Linked DNA regions of Sus scrofa: all the other regions are linked to region 2. A link is a contact called in public Hi-C and HiChIP or PLAC-seq data. All regions are on one chromosome and are shown on one strand. Each heading gives the region's core, a stretch centred on a gene start, on an enhancer-like site or on the middle of the called end of the contact. The rest is flanking DNA. Distances are from core to core; before and after follow the strand shown. Region 1 has its middle 6.0 kb from the start of MIRLET7A-1. Region 2 overlaps LOC110255448 (a long non-coding RNA gene). Region 3 has its middle 6.8 kb from the start of MIR100.

Region 1 (4,596 bases), core at 671-3,170, 480 kb after region 2:
ACTATGTAGTTCACTTGGGGATAAAAGTCACAGTATTTGGAGATTATAAAGACCTATTAGATCATCCGGTCTGGCCCACAAAAGATAGTCCCCAGATAGGGAACGTAATTGTTGATCTTTGCCAAGAGCCCAAGAAGAAACAGTTGGCAAAAATATTTTCCATGCTTTTTCGGTTTTTAACTTATCTAAGAGTGCTTTGGTCACTTCCCAAGTGGACTAGTAAAATTATCATTAAACAGTTTCACTTATCAGGGAGACACAAAGTTTAACTTATCTGAGTTGATAATGTTTCCACTGCCTCCATTTGTTGAAGAAATGATCTTGTTTGCAAAATATGAACAGGGAGGAATCTGTTCTTTGAACTAGCCAGGCAGTTTCCTTTCAGCAAAAAAAAGTCAAAAGGCAAGTTCTTCCTAACAGTTTTTTCTAATATATTTTCACAAGTTTTAGAGCAATTAGATATTAAAACATTGATTTATACCAAGTAGGAAGTGAATACAGTAGAATACAACAACCTACTACTTTATGAATCAAAGTGTTTTCCATTTCCACTGGCTACATTTCATAGAATTGGAAATAATTTCGAAACAAAGTATGGAGAGGTTTGACTTTATAGTGAAAATCAAAGAGCCAATCAGCACATGAACCACAAAGAAATAGAGAAGATACTTTTTCTGGTAACTATTCTTTTTATTCTGCAGTTCTTCAATCCTATTTCAACCACAATAGGTATGTGTTCCCTCTACCAAGATTATATCCGGAAAAAAATTATTACTACTAAAGAGGTAAAAGCCATGTAAATAAATATAGTGAAAATAGCATAAATAGGAAAAACTAACAAATAATAGCAGATGGGTTGGTAATGTAAAATATAGTTAGAGCTTAATATTTTACATAGAATTACTTCCCATCTACTAAATAGAAATCAACCTAGCCCATGAAGTAAATTTTCTATTTTTATTGAGTCGTATTTCCATTGTGGGTATATATGTGTCACATGAGACTATATTAAAAATGCTGTTTGAAAAAAAAAAAAAGATGTCATCCTGGTCTTCTTGAAGTCTACTTCCTCAGAGCTTACATTCCATCTAAGCCAATGACAAGTTCAAGGATTTCAGAAGAACTTAGTAAGATTCTCCATGTCCACTGAGCACGTACCATGAGCTAAGCCCTTTGCAGGTGTTGTCGAGAATTATAAAGGTGGTATTAGACATGGTCGCTGCCCTTCCAGAGCTTAAAGTATAGAGGAAGAGATGAGTATCCACTCCCCCATCCCTCATCTCCCACACGAGATGGAAAGTAGGTGACTGATTTCTGTCACCTAGCTTGTATTGACTTAGCTAGAAAATCAGAATCCAGACGGGAAAATGGCGCACTCTGATGGGGAAGCTGAGGGAAGCTTTGTGAAAAGATTATCTGCAAAGACTGGACAGAGTTAAGAGATGCTAGGAAGAAATGGGGAGGTATCCAAGGACTGACAAGAGAGGGAGTCACCACCCACGTAAGTCTGAGAGAACAAGGAGAGGGATGCTATCAGAAGGTGAAGAGAGAATTGAGATTTGCAGAGGTGGCCACCATCTTCAGTATGGAATGAAGCCAGGTCAGCCCCATGGCCTGCAGGAGGAGTCAGCTCTAAGTTCTCTCTCCACTTTCTCTTGGTCTCCTCTCTTGGGGCCTTCCTTTGGCCAAAGGTGCAGAAGCCAGAAGGCAAAAGGGGTTATTGAGACAGCCCATGGCGGTCAATTTCTGAAGGCACAAAACAGGATGGAAAAAAGGTAAAGGGAAGATCTGGAAAGGCAGAGAACTGCCAAGAGGACTGGCTAAATTTAGAACCACCTAAGTTCACAGGGTAACATATACACTGTATTAAGAACTAAATATTTTGGTAGCTTGGTTAAGAGTAGTGCTTCACTTGTGACAGAGTATTTGGCACCTTTCCATTAGATGAGATCACAGTCAGTATTAACATGAGTTTCCAGCTTAAGCTGTAGAACATTAACGGTAAAATCTAATTTAACCAGTATTCTGCCAAGCTGAGGTCTGCAATCGGCACTTCTACATGTCAACTGACTATGCAACACAAATTCCGCTTTATAATGCTGATCTTGAAGCATACAGGAGTCAGAGTAATTTATAAATCCTGGAGAAATATTGTACTGCATTTAGAACAATCTTAGCCTTAGGCAAAATATAATCTTTATTTTTAAAGTGGTCATTCATGTATCTCATAAATGGCAATTTTGTTAAAAGCTATATTAACAAGAAAACTCTGCTTCCAGGCCATGGAAGGTAATAAAAAGTTTACTCCCCCCAATCAAATAAAAGTTTACTTCTCTTAAATTCATCCTGCACCTTTCTGTTCAGTCTTTGGGGATATATTCTCCTCGAATTATGCTTGATTTAATATGTGTTTTGCGTATTCATTCTAGTATATTAGCAGCACTTCATTATACAGTAACAAAAAGCTACAAATAGATTAAAGACTCTTAAACCCTTGAGGATTCAGAACGCATATCATGAGTGGCCCGTTTATGCTTTGAAGTTGGTTATTAGCAGCTGACCAGAAACAACATACTGCTGGAATGCTGCAGCCTCATCACTGAGCATGATCTGCCCCAATCTGGAATTCAAGTTATGATTTGAAGCCTATACATTTTCCTCAAATTTTAAAATGGCAACCACAGATCACCTGAGGCCCTTGTTCATTAAACAATGAGTCATTCTGAAAGCCCTTTCCCTTTTTCCTGGACTTGATGAACTTATATACATGAAACTTGGCTGCCCTTGATGCCAACGAATCAACAATTAAGTACTAGTATCGAAGTCCATCAGCCTGGTTTGAAACAAGTCTAAGGGTGTCCAGTTCCATGTGAAAGCTGAATGCAAATCCCCACAGTTGCCCTCCTTCCCTCTCCCCTGAAAGCCAGTGCAGTGGTCATCAACAACGTACATCCTCCAAATGCTTCAAAAATTATGCATAACATAAAAAAATTGGTAACTGTGAGGTTCATCTAAACTGTGCAGATACCCCTTCCAAAATGGATTCCTGATCCCTATCTTTTACCAGAGTGAAAAGTCTTCAGTTCCTAAAGGACAGAACACCCCACTTTCAGCTTCCGATCGCAATTGAGAAACTATAAAACGAGTTTTCTTTTTAACGTTCTCCAGGAAGAAGTGACCTTGACTAAGGGATACCCTCAAGCCAATGGGTAGTAAGACCATAATGATCCTTCTATGACCTCACAGAACATCCAGTCTACTTCAAGGTAATGTTTAAGGAAAAATCTTAGCATAATCATAATGTATTTTTGTTGGCGGTGGTTTGTCTTGCCTTGGGTCCCTTTCACAAATGTGTTGGTCCATAGTTTCTAAAGACACAACAGAGAAAGGGAGGATGCCCAAGAATAGGATAGGAAAGAAAGAGGCAGCTATATAAATTTATGCATATCTATATAAAGTTTTCTGGCCATATTTGAGAAAATACCCCATAAAGCCTTCCACTATGCTTATTCAAAGAATCCTCTTTCCTTGAATTTGTACGTTTAAAGGTTAAATCTCACTCCCTCCTACCAGAACTGGCAGAATTTATTAAAGCCTCAGGAAGAAAATGAAGGCAACAGAAAACTCCCTCTAGACAAGACTCCGGCCATATCAAGCATGATGTTACATCAACCTGTCCCCTCCCCCATCCTTCCTTAATGCACCATATAGAGAGGGCTCTCATGCTGTAAAGATGTCATATATATTTTCTCTTCACTCAAAGCTTCCTGAATAAAGAGAGATCTATTTGTCTCCATGGTGTTTTCACCATTAACAGTATCAGAGCTGCAGGAACACAATGGGAGATGTGTTTTCCGTTAACCTCTTGACTCAGAGATGTCCTGATGCTAAACGTTATTGCATTTTGCATTAGCACAGAACAGTGGGAGTTCTGTGACTGATGGAAAAGGGTTGAGAAGGGCCACAGAAGCTCTCGTGTGCTCCATACTGCAGTTGGCGGTGGAGCACGAAGCACATAATTTTTGTTTAGAAAGAGCACAAACAGGAACCAGGGAAGGAGGTGGTGAATTTCACATGTCCCCCCATATCCCCCTCCTGTTCACCACTGAGATAATCTCTGCTGTAAAATGATATTCGGTGCTTTTAACCCTGTTCATAGACATTAACTAGACAGAAATTAATTTACTTTTCTTTATTACCCTAGTGAGCTACAAACCATGGAAGGAACAAGGGAATGAATATTTACTGTTTTCTTAGGCTATTTTTTCCATTGCCTTAATATGGCTTTCAGTGTTAGTGGCTTGTTGTGGTAACCATTACTCGGAATTGTTCCTTATCATTCTGCTCATGTCCCTTTGATGGTTCAGACAGAGAACTGGAAATGTCTGCTTCCATGTTATAAGACAGGAAGCTTCTAGTCATTGCAGAGTACGATTCCTGAATGACAGTCCCAGGATGGCAAAATATTCTGTATTAAAGGTGCCTCAGGAACTACCCAGTTCTAGTCCGTGGGTTTACATAATTGGGCACTGATGTTTAGAAGGTTTAAATGATATGAGCGGGGCACACCAGGTTCAATCCCCTCACGCCCCCAGT
Region 2 (4,730 bases), core at 919-3,418:
TGAGGACTGAGCTGGTTCTCGTTATTTGTTCAGCCGTGAAATGGGCATGAACCTTTTTCTGACTCATCCCTTAGATGGTAGTGTTGCTGAACTCAGGTCTACTCACCTACTGCACAACCAAGCCAGTTTACTGACACCGGGTTGTAGTGAAGGAAAGTACAGTGTTTATTTGCAGGGAACAAAGCAAGGAGAATAGCTCATGCTCATAAGATTCCCAGACCCAGAGAGAGGGCAGCTCTTTCTATATTTTTTTTTTGGGGGGGTGGGGGTGGGGGATAAAACAGAAGAATGGGAAAGATTTAGCCCTAATGGAGAAACTTGGTTTCCCTCTGAACTAGGGAGTTTATAGGTAAGGTGGGAAAAAATGAAGCAGATAGATGGATTCCAGTCATATTATCAGACTTTCCTCTTTTGGGAACCTCCAAAGTAGGCAGCAGAGGGCTGAGGGTGTGTTCAGTAGATGCATGTAAGGGAGGTAAAGAGACTTAGTGAGATCAGCAAGCCTGGATCTTTTCATTTGACCAAAGCTCTTTCTCCTGTAGGTTAAGCCCTCACAACCTGTATTTTGTTGGGAAGCTCTGTTCATATCTCAGAATTTTGCTTCTTGCTCAGGGATCATGCCTGGCTGTTGAGCTTAGGATCCACCTAATTCAGATTTGGGGTGATAGGATGCAGTTTGGATGGTCCCCTGACAGTGTTTTCCTCTGGCAATGAGCTCCCCAGGAACTGGAGAGAAGGATTTAAGACTATAGAAATGGAGGTCAAGGCTCAAGCAGGGTGACTGAAACTAGCCATTTAGGGAATTAGACTACACAAGGGATGATTGGGGGATTCAAACTTCTCAGAATTGCACCCAAACACTGAGAAAAGGTCAATTGAGGGTCTGGAATCCCCTCACTCTTTCTAAACTCACAGCTGTCATTATCACTTGACATTAAACATACATTTTCCTCTGACATATTTGTATTGTTTTTAAAACTTTATGACAAATAGTTGTGCTGAGTGAGTGCCGGGCACCTTGCAGGCAGGCAGTAAATATTTGCTGAACATTGAAAAAAGGCAGTGGCTTGGCTGTCAGGATGGCTCCTGTTCAGAACCCACCCCCAGCCCTCCATTCATAGGAGGCTGGGTGGATTTCACGTTCAAGGCTTAATCCACCCTGGCCTGTCGGGAATGATCTCTGTGACTATTGGAACATTCTCACACATGCAGAGTGAAAGCCACCATAACAGGCAAGAGGGAAGGCTGGGAGAAGTGCAGCTGGGAATTTTCCGAGAGACACGGTGCTGTTTCTTTGTTCTGGTAGATTTCAGCCAGAAAGAACAGCAAATTTTACTGTCTGCAAACCACCAACGAGCTACTCTCCTCCCCCTTTACCTCCTTCCTTCTCAACCTGGGAATTCATTTGCTGCCTCCCTCTCCTCCTCCTCCTCTGCCCCAGAGCAGTCCCCAGGGACAAAGCTCTTTGTTGTGAACACTCCGAGGCAATACGGAATTGCACAGTCCCCAGGGCAAAATCAGGGCTATCCTCCAAGGCGAGTGATCACCGGGGCAGAGACCCCCGCTCCCCCCACCTGTTGATCTCCCCTCCTCTTGGGGTGAGTGGCAACCTGCATTGTGCTTGGGACGCAGGCGCTTCTACACCAGGCTCAGCAGATGGCGCTGGTGAGCAAACCCAGCCCTTCCCTCCCTCGCCCCTCCCCACCGCCAGAGCCTTGCTGGTCTAAAGCGAAAACAGATGTTTTCATCATTTCTGGATCTGGCATGTGACTTGCAGTTCAGCAGTGTGCCGACATAACCCAGAGTTGTGCGTTCTCTTCATCCCCCACAAAATAAAAATTCTTCCTTGAACGAGCCTTTCTCCTAAGTGAGCCACTAACACATGATCTGTTCAATCCAAGGGCACATGTTTCATCCGGCTCCAAGTGCAACTGCCTTTGTAGCCAGCCTTGGCTCTGTAATTGGGAGGTTGTCTTTTTTTTTTTTTCCCCCCAGAGCAAAGCTAGGGCGGCCAGACCAGCTATCTTTACACCGAGGGCTGGGGAGAGGTGCTAGCTTTTTAAAATAACCCTGGTCTGGCTGGCTGCGGAACGTGTGTGCGTGGGAGCCAGTGCGTTCTGAACAAAACAGGAAGGCCGGGGCGGCGCGCCCTGTTCCCTGCGCCCACGGCAGGTGGCAGCATCGGCCTGGCCTGGCCTCTGCCGCTGGCCGCCCCAAAGCTGGGCCCTTTTACTTTCGGTGGCCTCAAAATTATTAGTTCCAGATGAGTTCTTGCAATTGTAATATTTGGTTTAACCCAATCTGCCCGATTGCGTCAGCACGCGTTCAAATACAGCCGTCTGAAGTCTAACCAGACATCAGAGGCATGTTTCAGGGGGTGTCAACATTCCTTACGCTTTGAAAGAATTAGGGGGAAAAAAAAAAAACCCACACACAAAAAAAACCCCCAGAGTTTGATTTATCCCCCAAACGAAAGAAGGGTTAGCTGCCTGGGGCTGAAGTGCTGAGAGGGATGGAACAGGGGAAATTCAGGGAAGGCGTAACAATAGAACTTGTGGGTCAGAGTCTGCTAGAATGGAACTGGATTTATTTGTTGAACTAGGAAAGGACCTCTGGGCTCTTTGAAGGTTAGAGCAAATAAGCAAAACTGGTGGGCATTTGGTTTTCTAAGAGAAGAGCCCTTCAAGTCACGTAGCTGCTATTGTGAGACACAAAACACATGCTATCTGCCTGTGGCTGGACCTCTGCTTGCACTTGGCCTGGTGGCTCAGGAAGGGGGCTGAGAGGAGGGGCCTGTATTTTAACACAAGGCTTTGACGGGTAGCCCCAGCCTCCATGCTAAGGACACAGATGGGGGTTTCCTAAAGCTATCAGCTGAAGGCCCCAGTTAGAAAACGCAGGACGTCCTGAAGGCTTCTGGCCAGGGGCCTCAAGTGTCTTGTAAACAGCCCTGCTGCAGTTGGTCACTGCCACACCCTGGTGCCTTGATAGCTGGGAAACCAGGCACCCGCTCTGGAGGTCTCAGGTTTTACAGCAGAGGCTGAAGGACTCTCAGATCTCAGGAGCAGAGTAGCCCCATGTGCTAAGGCAGCCAAGGAATCCTGCTCCAATCACTGGAACCGAAAGGGTGTCATGCTTTCCTTAGAGGAGAGGGAGTAACCTGGTATTAGGAGACAGCCGCCCTCATTCGCTCCCCGTCCCTCTGCCTGCACCCCACTTTTAAATCTGTTCAGATCCTTCAAGCCCCTCTCTCAAGGGGACAGAGAGATTCCAGCCGGCCGGCCCCGGGAGGCTGGCCGTTTCCCTGCAGGTCTCTGGCTCGACATGCTGCTGATCAAAAGCCGGCACCCGCCTGGCAGATGCTTCATGTCCTGCGTGTTGGGGGCTGGTGGCTAGTGCTGGCGTCAGGCAGGCAGGCTGATCGGCCATCTTGTTAGATGTGGTTGGGACCCTGCTCCCCTCCTGCCTGCTCCAGTGGCCACTGCGCTGCCCGGATTAGACCCAGGAGGGGTGATGGGACCTCCATACAGTTGGCTGAACACTTCCAGAATATTTAGGGGTCCAAGCTGCTGGTCATTTTTCTCTCAGTTTGAAAAATGCACAGATTGCTGGGGAGATGCTGATTGTCAGTGGTCAGAGCCACACCTGGATCCCAGCAGTTGCTCAGCTTGGGGAAATCAGCCCAACAAGTGAGCATGATACTCATGATATTTTTTTCTGTTTTTTCTTTCTTTTTTTGGCTACTTTCCCTGCATGTGGAAGTTTCGGGCCAGGGATCGAACCCAGGGCTGCCATTACAGTCTGCATTGCAGCTGTGGCAACCCCAGATCCCTTACCACAGGAGAACTTCTATGGCATGCTGCTTTACCAGGTTTTTGTATATTTAAGGGTGGTTGAGAAATTCTGGTATTCCTCTCTACTGCCACACTACCTTTATTCCCTTCTGAGAATCAGCTTTTGGAGATTCTATGATCCAGGGATTCTCAGCCCTGGCTATTTAGGAATTGTCTGGACACTACCCCACAGATGTTGAAATCAGAACGGAAATGGAGTGGGAGATGGACATCATAATTTGAATCCCTAGTCTCCCCCAGGTGATTGTACTGTACATATGGAAATTAAAAAAAAAATCACTGTGATTCTATCCCAACTTCCTCATGGTACAAAAAGTTAAGGAGTCCAGCCAAGGTCTGAACTGCAGTTCAAGTGCAAGCCTGGAATTTCTCTGTTAAGACCGCTGGCTCCTCAGTGATGATTGAAGCTCTTCCTTCAATCACTGAGCCAGCCACCTCATCTCCACCTGCCACTTCCCCTGTTCAGTGAAACTCTCCAAGGATCACAAATCTGTGGCATGGTTGCCTCCAAGAAATTTGGAAAGAACAATTACTTCCTGAGGAGTTTTGCTGGTTTAAATAAATGCATATACTCAGTTGAAAATGAGAATTGCCCCCACCCAGAGGGCCCTCATTTATTGTTTATATTTCCAAATGGGATTTGTGCCTGCCAATGGCCATCATGTGATAAGTGCTCTGCGGTGACCTGTTTTTATGTGTGAGGCAAGTGGGCCCTGGAAAAGTTCAGTGTCCGGTTTAGAATTAAGTAGATGGTAAAGTGAACATGGAGCCATCCTATGTCTTAGCGGAGTGAGGCCCAGGGCTTTGCTCTTGCCAGCCTCCCTGGGACTGTTTAAGGTGCTCTTTGCTTCAGTCTTTCCCCACTGGGGACAACAA
Region 3 (4,460 bases), core at 1,039-3,538, 500 kb after region 2:
GGGAAAAGTAGGAATTGACATTTACAACCTTCCTTCCATATACCCCCCGGATTAAAAAATACAAATATATTATGTAAAATGAAAAATGAATGTGTGGCTAGGTCGACTGAAGAACAAAGACATGAAAAATGGCACGACAGAATAAAACAGGTTGGACAAAAAACAAGAGATGCCCTCAGATGATTTGAGTGGTAGGCTGGTTTTTTTTTTTTTTTTTCCCTTTTTTGGTAATTTAAAAACAATCTTAAACCCACTTAAGTGTTCATTCACCACAGATGTATAACAGGGATCAACTATATAAGAGTGAGAAGTTGGAGGCAAATTTGCTTTTGACACACCCGGGGAAACAAAAGAGAGAGAGGCTGCCTGTAACAAGTTGTTCTGCGTGCAGCTGGCTGAGGAGACCACTTTCACTTTTGAAAGCATTAAGTTTGCTCAGGATGACAATTTTTCTTCCTTCTTAAAATGCAAACCAGGATGCTAGCCTACAACTTCCTTTCTAGCTATATTGTTAATAAAGCCCAAAAGGCTTTGAAAAGAACCAAACTTTTTCTTTTTTTTTTTTCAATGCAGAAGACCCTGATTCTGATACGGAAACATGAGACACATGCTTTTAGAAAAATCAGAGGTCTGTCATTTCTTGAATATAAGCAAATGATACACCACACAAAGCCTTCTATATGCCGGGCAACTTTAACACTTGTGATGTTCAAAGCTATGTTTTACTCTTGAGAAAGCCCACCACAATCAGATTAGAAAGCTGTAAATTAAGTGAGGGTTCGGGGTGGCTGGAGGGAAAATGAGGATTAGACCATTTGGATCCTGCAAAGAGGGAAACACACAGTAGGTAAAGAGTCCGTACTTCCTTAGAACCCTGGCCATCTAACGATGAGATTCTTACTCTGGGAAAAGTACAAAAGAGCCAGGAACCTCCACAAGGCTACCTACAAAAAGCAGCAACCATCAAACACAAGCAACTGAGTTCAGTTGCAACAGAGACCCTCCTTACTCCAGGGCAGATTCACCTGGGGGAGCACCTGAACAGCCTAGCAGCCCCCTCTCTGCCTCGCACCCCAGGAGACCTTCGCTTTTCTCCTCCAGGGCTGGCTCTCCCTGTCAACGGCTTTCCACATTTCCCCCTTCCTTTGGAACAACCAAAACCCACCAGATAGAATACGATTGTATTTATTTACCATCGAATTGAAGTTTGGAAAGGAAAAAAGGTATTAATCTGTATTACCCACTTCCTGCTCTCAACTTTTCCCCAAACCGATCAGTTTTTGTCTTCCAGCCTCCTACCCACACCCAGCGCTCCCACTCTCCTCCTCTCCCCATCTCGTTCTCACAGTCTCTCTCTCACACACACACACCCCCCCCCACCACTTGGTCCAATCTGGTACCTGCCTAACAACAACAGTATGACAAGCAACATCTGTTTGTAAAAAAAAAAAAAGCCAAAGTCAAACCTTAACGTTTTCTGGCTAGGTTTCTTTTTTCCTTTTGTCCCTGACTCTAAAAGGGGAGGGGGCAAAAAGAAATATTAAGATTTGTATTCAATGTCGGCTCCAACGAGGCAGCCACCGTACTCCCCTAGAGTTATTTCAAGGTAAAGCAATTTTAGGGAAAACCGCTGCAGTATTTATGGCTGTCTCCCCTGAAGCAAGCCCAGTCACATAAATCCAACAGATCAGATTCCCAGAAGTCAGGTTTTTTTCCTAACAGCTTTATATCCATCTTCTAATTAGAATGATAGGATCGTGCATGCATGTGTGTGTGTGTGTGTTGGGGTGATGAAAGAGAGAGAGAAGAGCAAGACAGAAAAAGAAACGGTCCAGTCTCCCCTCATTTACAGCACACGGGCATATAAACAGGCACATTTACACGGCTGCCACGCACGAGAGCAGGCACGGCGAGCAGGAGGCTGCGGCAGAAATCCGCACAGCTGTGGCCATCGGAAACAGGCCCCACCGTTCCCCCACTGAGACGTGAATTTCTGGAAAGCTACCAACCATCCACAGAGTCACAATGCGAAGGATCAAGCTACCTAGACGGGGAGGGGGAGGGGTGGGAAGAAGCTGGTGAGGAAGAGAAAGGCTCCCTCACCCACTAAACGGCGTCGCCCTCAGGGAGGAGAAACCGTTTCACTCAGGGTTTGGAAGAAACCCATACACATTAAGGGAAAAATAAATTCAGACAAGTTGCTAAGGAGACTTGTGTAAACTCCAAGCGCAGGCATATTTCTTGGCCTTTCCCCCTGGGCTCCATCTTGCATTCTGATCACGCTGCTCTGCGGCAACGTTGCACCAACCTTCTGCATTCATCTTGGCCTTCCCCGTGCAGACTGGCAAAGCACGCTGGTTGTATATATCATCATCGTTCATACTTAACAAGTTAAAAGGGGGTGTGTGTGTGTGTGTGTGTGTGTGTGTGTGTGTGTGTGTGTGTGTGACTAGTTGGAGGGAGAGAGTGGGTGGGGGAACTTAATTTGGAATTTTAAAAACATAGGTGTTGAACAAAGACGAATATTTCAAGTGTATGCTTTGGGGGCAGTGGGGAAAGAGGCAGGGAAAGCATCTAGCGCTGGAAATTTCCCTCTGCCTGTGGAGTCCGTCCTTTCACCACTCTGCCAGCCTCCCCCTCCCACCTCTCATCTCCAGTTAAAACCCTCTATCTCCTGGCATCACTGCAGATGCCAATGGAGGGACCCTGACTTCTGCAGAAAAGGGTGCCTCCCACAGGGTGGAACCCTGCCCCCGCTTCCTGCTCAGGAGGGTGTCCCAGAGAGATGAGCTTTTTGAAAACTACCTGCAACGCTTCACAAAACCTCTACATCAGACCTGTTTAGATCCTAAACCAGCTAGCTTTTCCGAGGACAGACTCCGGCGTGGCGTTCTTCTCCCACAGCGACACACCTTCAGCGGCAGCTGATGCATGTCAACATTTGATTTAGGGGAAAATTAACATTTTCTTTCAGGACGGAGATGTTTGTACTGTAGGAACCAATATTTTCCTTTCTCAGCCTCCTGTATGAGAATTTCTAAAATCTTCCCTAGGACACAGAAGGGATAGACAATCCAGTAGCCTAAATCACTGTTCAGGGTGCTGGGACAAACCAAAGTCAGGCTTCCGTGTGCGTGTGCGTGTGTGAGTGTGTGCCCCTGCCTGTCTCGGGCAGGTTAGGAGGACACAGACCAGACAGCTGGAGGGGAAGTGTCTGCTCGGTCCCTTCTCATATTTAAGACGCTCACAGCATCTGCCCACCAGCCACTACAGAACAGCCAGCCAACCAGGCCTGCTACTGTTGTCACAGTTTTCAGGGGTGGGGGTGGGATGAGGGATGGGTAAGGGGACAGGAAAAGTTTCGACGTTCAGTAGCGCTGAGTGTGTTTCTTCGTGCTCCGAGACGGTTATGCAGCTCCCATCTCTTCCCTCTGCCAACCGGTATTTGGTTTTCACACTTCAAAGCTAAAGCAAGCTGTGCTGCCTCAGTTGAAACCAGGCAGCCGGGCAACCCTGAAGCTAGCAAGACGGAGGCCTGCTCCTGCCATTCGCGGAGAAAGACTGAGCCCTGCACCAGCCCCGCTGGCCCATCCTTAACCAACAATTCCACGTGAGCGAGCCCTAGACTTTAGGGAAGAGGAGACCACTGGCGTTCTTTGTGACCTTTCCCCTACAAGGCATGTCCTCAGATGTTTTGTGTCGCTGAGCCATCATGACTCAATCAAAATGAAAAATGAACCTTGAGGGAGAGGAGCAGGGTGGGCCACTGGGCCACTGCCCTGTGACCTGCTTGGCTTGCAGCAGGGGACTGACACCTGCATGTTCTCACTTGTCCAGGAAGCTGCAGTAGCTCCAACCCCAGCAAATCCTGCCTCATCGCCTGCTGGCTATTTGTTCTGCCTGCTGGGAAGAGGAGGACCAGACCGTCTCTCCCTAATGTGAAGACATACTTGCTAGCTCGCGGCATGATCTTGTATCATCAAAGAGGGGAAGAGCTTAATTCACAAGGTCAGTACAACACCTAGTCCTGCAATGGAGGATTCTCTTCCATTTAATCTGCCCCTCCCCAAGTGCTTTCCTAAGCTTGCGTACGACTTTCTCAAATACCCCAAAGAACTGAAAACAGATTAGATACCTCATGCCCTCCCCCTCCAGCCCCGCAAGTCCTCTGTGGACAAAGGACAGATAGCAATGAACAAAGGGTCCACACAGCCGGCTAGTCTGGATAACAAACTGCACGAGGTGCATAAAAACTTAATTCAGATAATTTTCATGTAAGAAATATGGACTTTCACATCATATTGGGAAATCTTTAAGGCTTTTGTTCTTTGAGATGCAGAAAGAAAAACAGCCAACTTAACAGTGGCTGGCAAACTATACTGCTGCCCAGATGCATCTCAAAGCATGCAGTAATACTACTTCTTTTTAAATATGGGTATAGGTACATATTTGTGTGTACA

Evidence for each region. A called contact is a pair of places that touch in the nucleus more often than the background predicts. HiChIP or PLAC-seq counts read pairs in DNA pulled down with a chosen protein or histone mark.
Region 1: a contact with region 2 is called in a Hi-C map of embryonic fibroblasts, with 2.1 times the contacts expected there. The contact joins two enhancer-like sites. A contact is called at or near these places in 2 of 47 Hi-C or Micro-C datasets (embryonic fibroblasts and heart right ventricle) and 1 of 2 datasets of contacts at active chromatin or transcription factors (skeletal muscle).
Region 3: a contact with region 2 is called in an H3K27ac HiChIP or PLAC-seq map of skeletal muscle. The contact joins two enhancer-like sites. A contact is called at or near these places in 2 of 47 Hi-C or Micro-C datasets (embryonic fibroblasts and skeletal muscle) and 1 of 2 datasets of contacts at active chromatin or transcription factors (skeletal muscle).

Annotation. Positions count from the first base shown.
Region 1 is chr9:49,144,406-49,149,001 of Sscrofa11.1, forward strand. No RefSeq gene overlaps it. Among named protein-coding and RNA genes, the nearest start is that of MIRLET7A-1, 6.0 kb to the right of the region's middle. Within about 2 kb of position 1,921, at least 8 of the 83 cell types and tissues checked have an H3K27ac peak or open chromatin away from gene starts, as enhancers often do.
Region 2 is chr9:48,665,328-48,670,057 of Sscrofa11.1, forward strand. The region is part of intron 1 of LOC110255448 (a long non-coding RNA gene); the gene reads left to right. Among named protein-coding and RNA genes, the nearest start is that of SORL1, 230 kb to the left of the region's middle. Within about 2 kb of position 2,169, at least 58 of the 83 cell types and tissues checked have an H3K27ac peak or open chromatin away from gene starts, as enhancers often do. A contact at or near this core is called in skeletal muscle, where this site is marked.
Region 3 is chr9:49,162,608-49,167,067 of Sscrofa11.1, forward strand. No RefSeq gene overlaps it. Among named protein-coding and RNA genes, the nearest start is that of MIR100, 6.8 kb to the left of the region's middle. Within about 2 kb of position 2,289, at least 24 of the 83 cell types and tissues checked have an H3K27ac peak or open chromatin away from gene starts, as enhancers often do. A contact at or near this core is called in skeletal muscle, where this site is marked.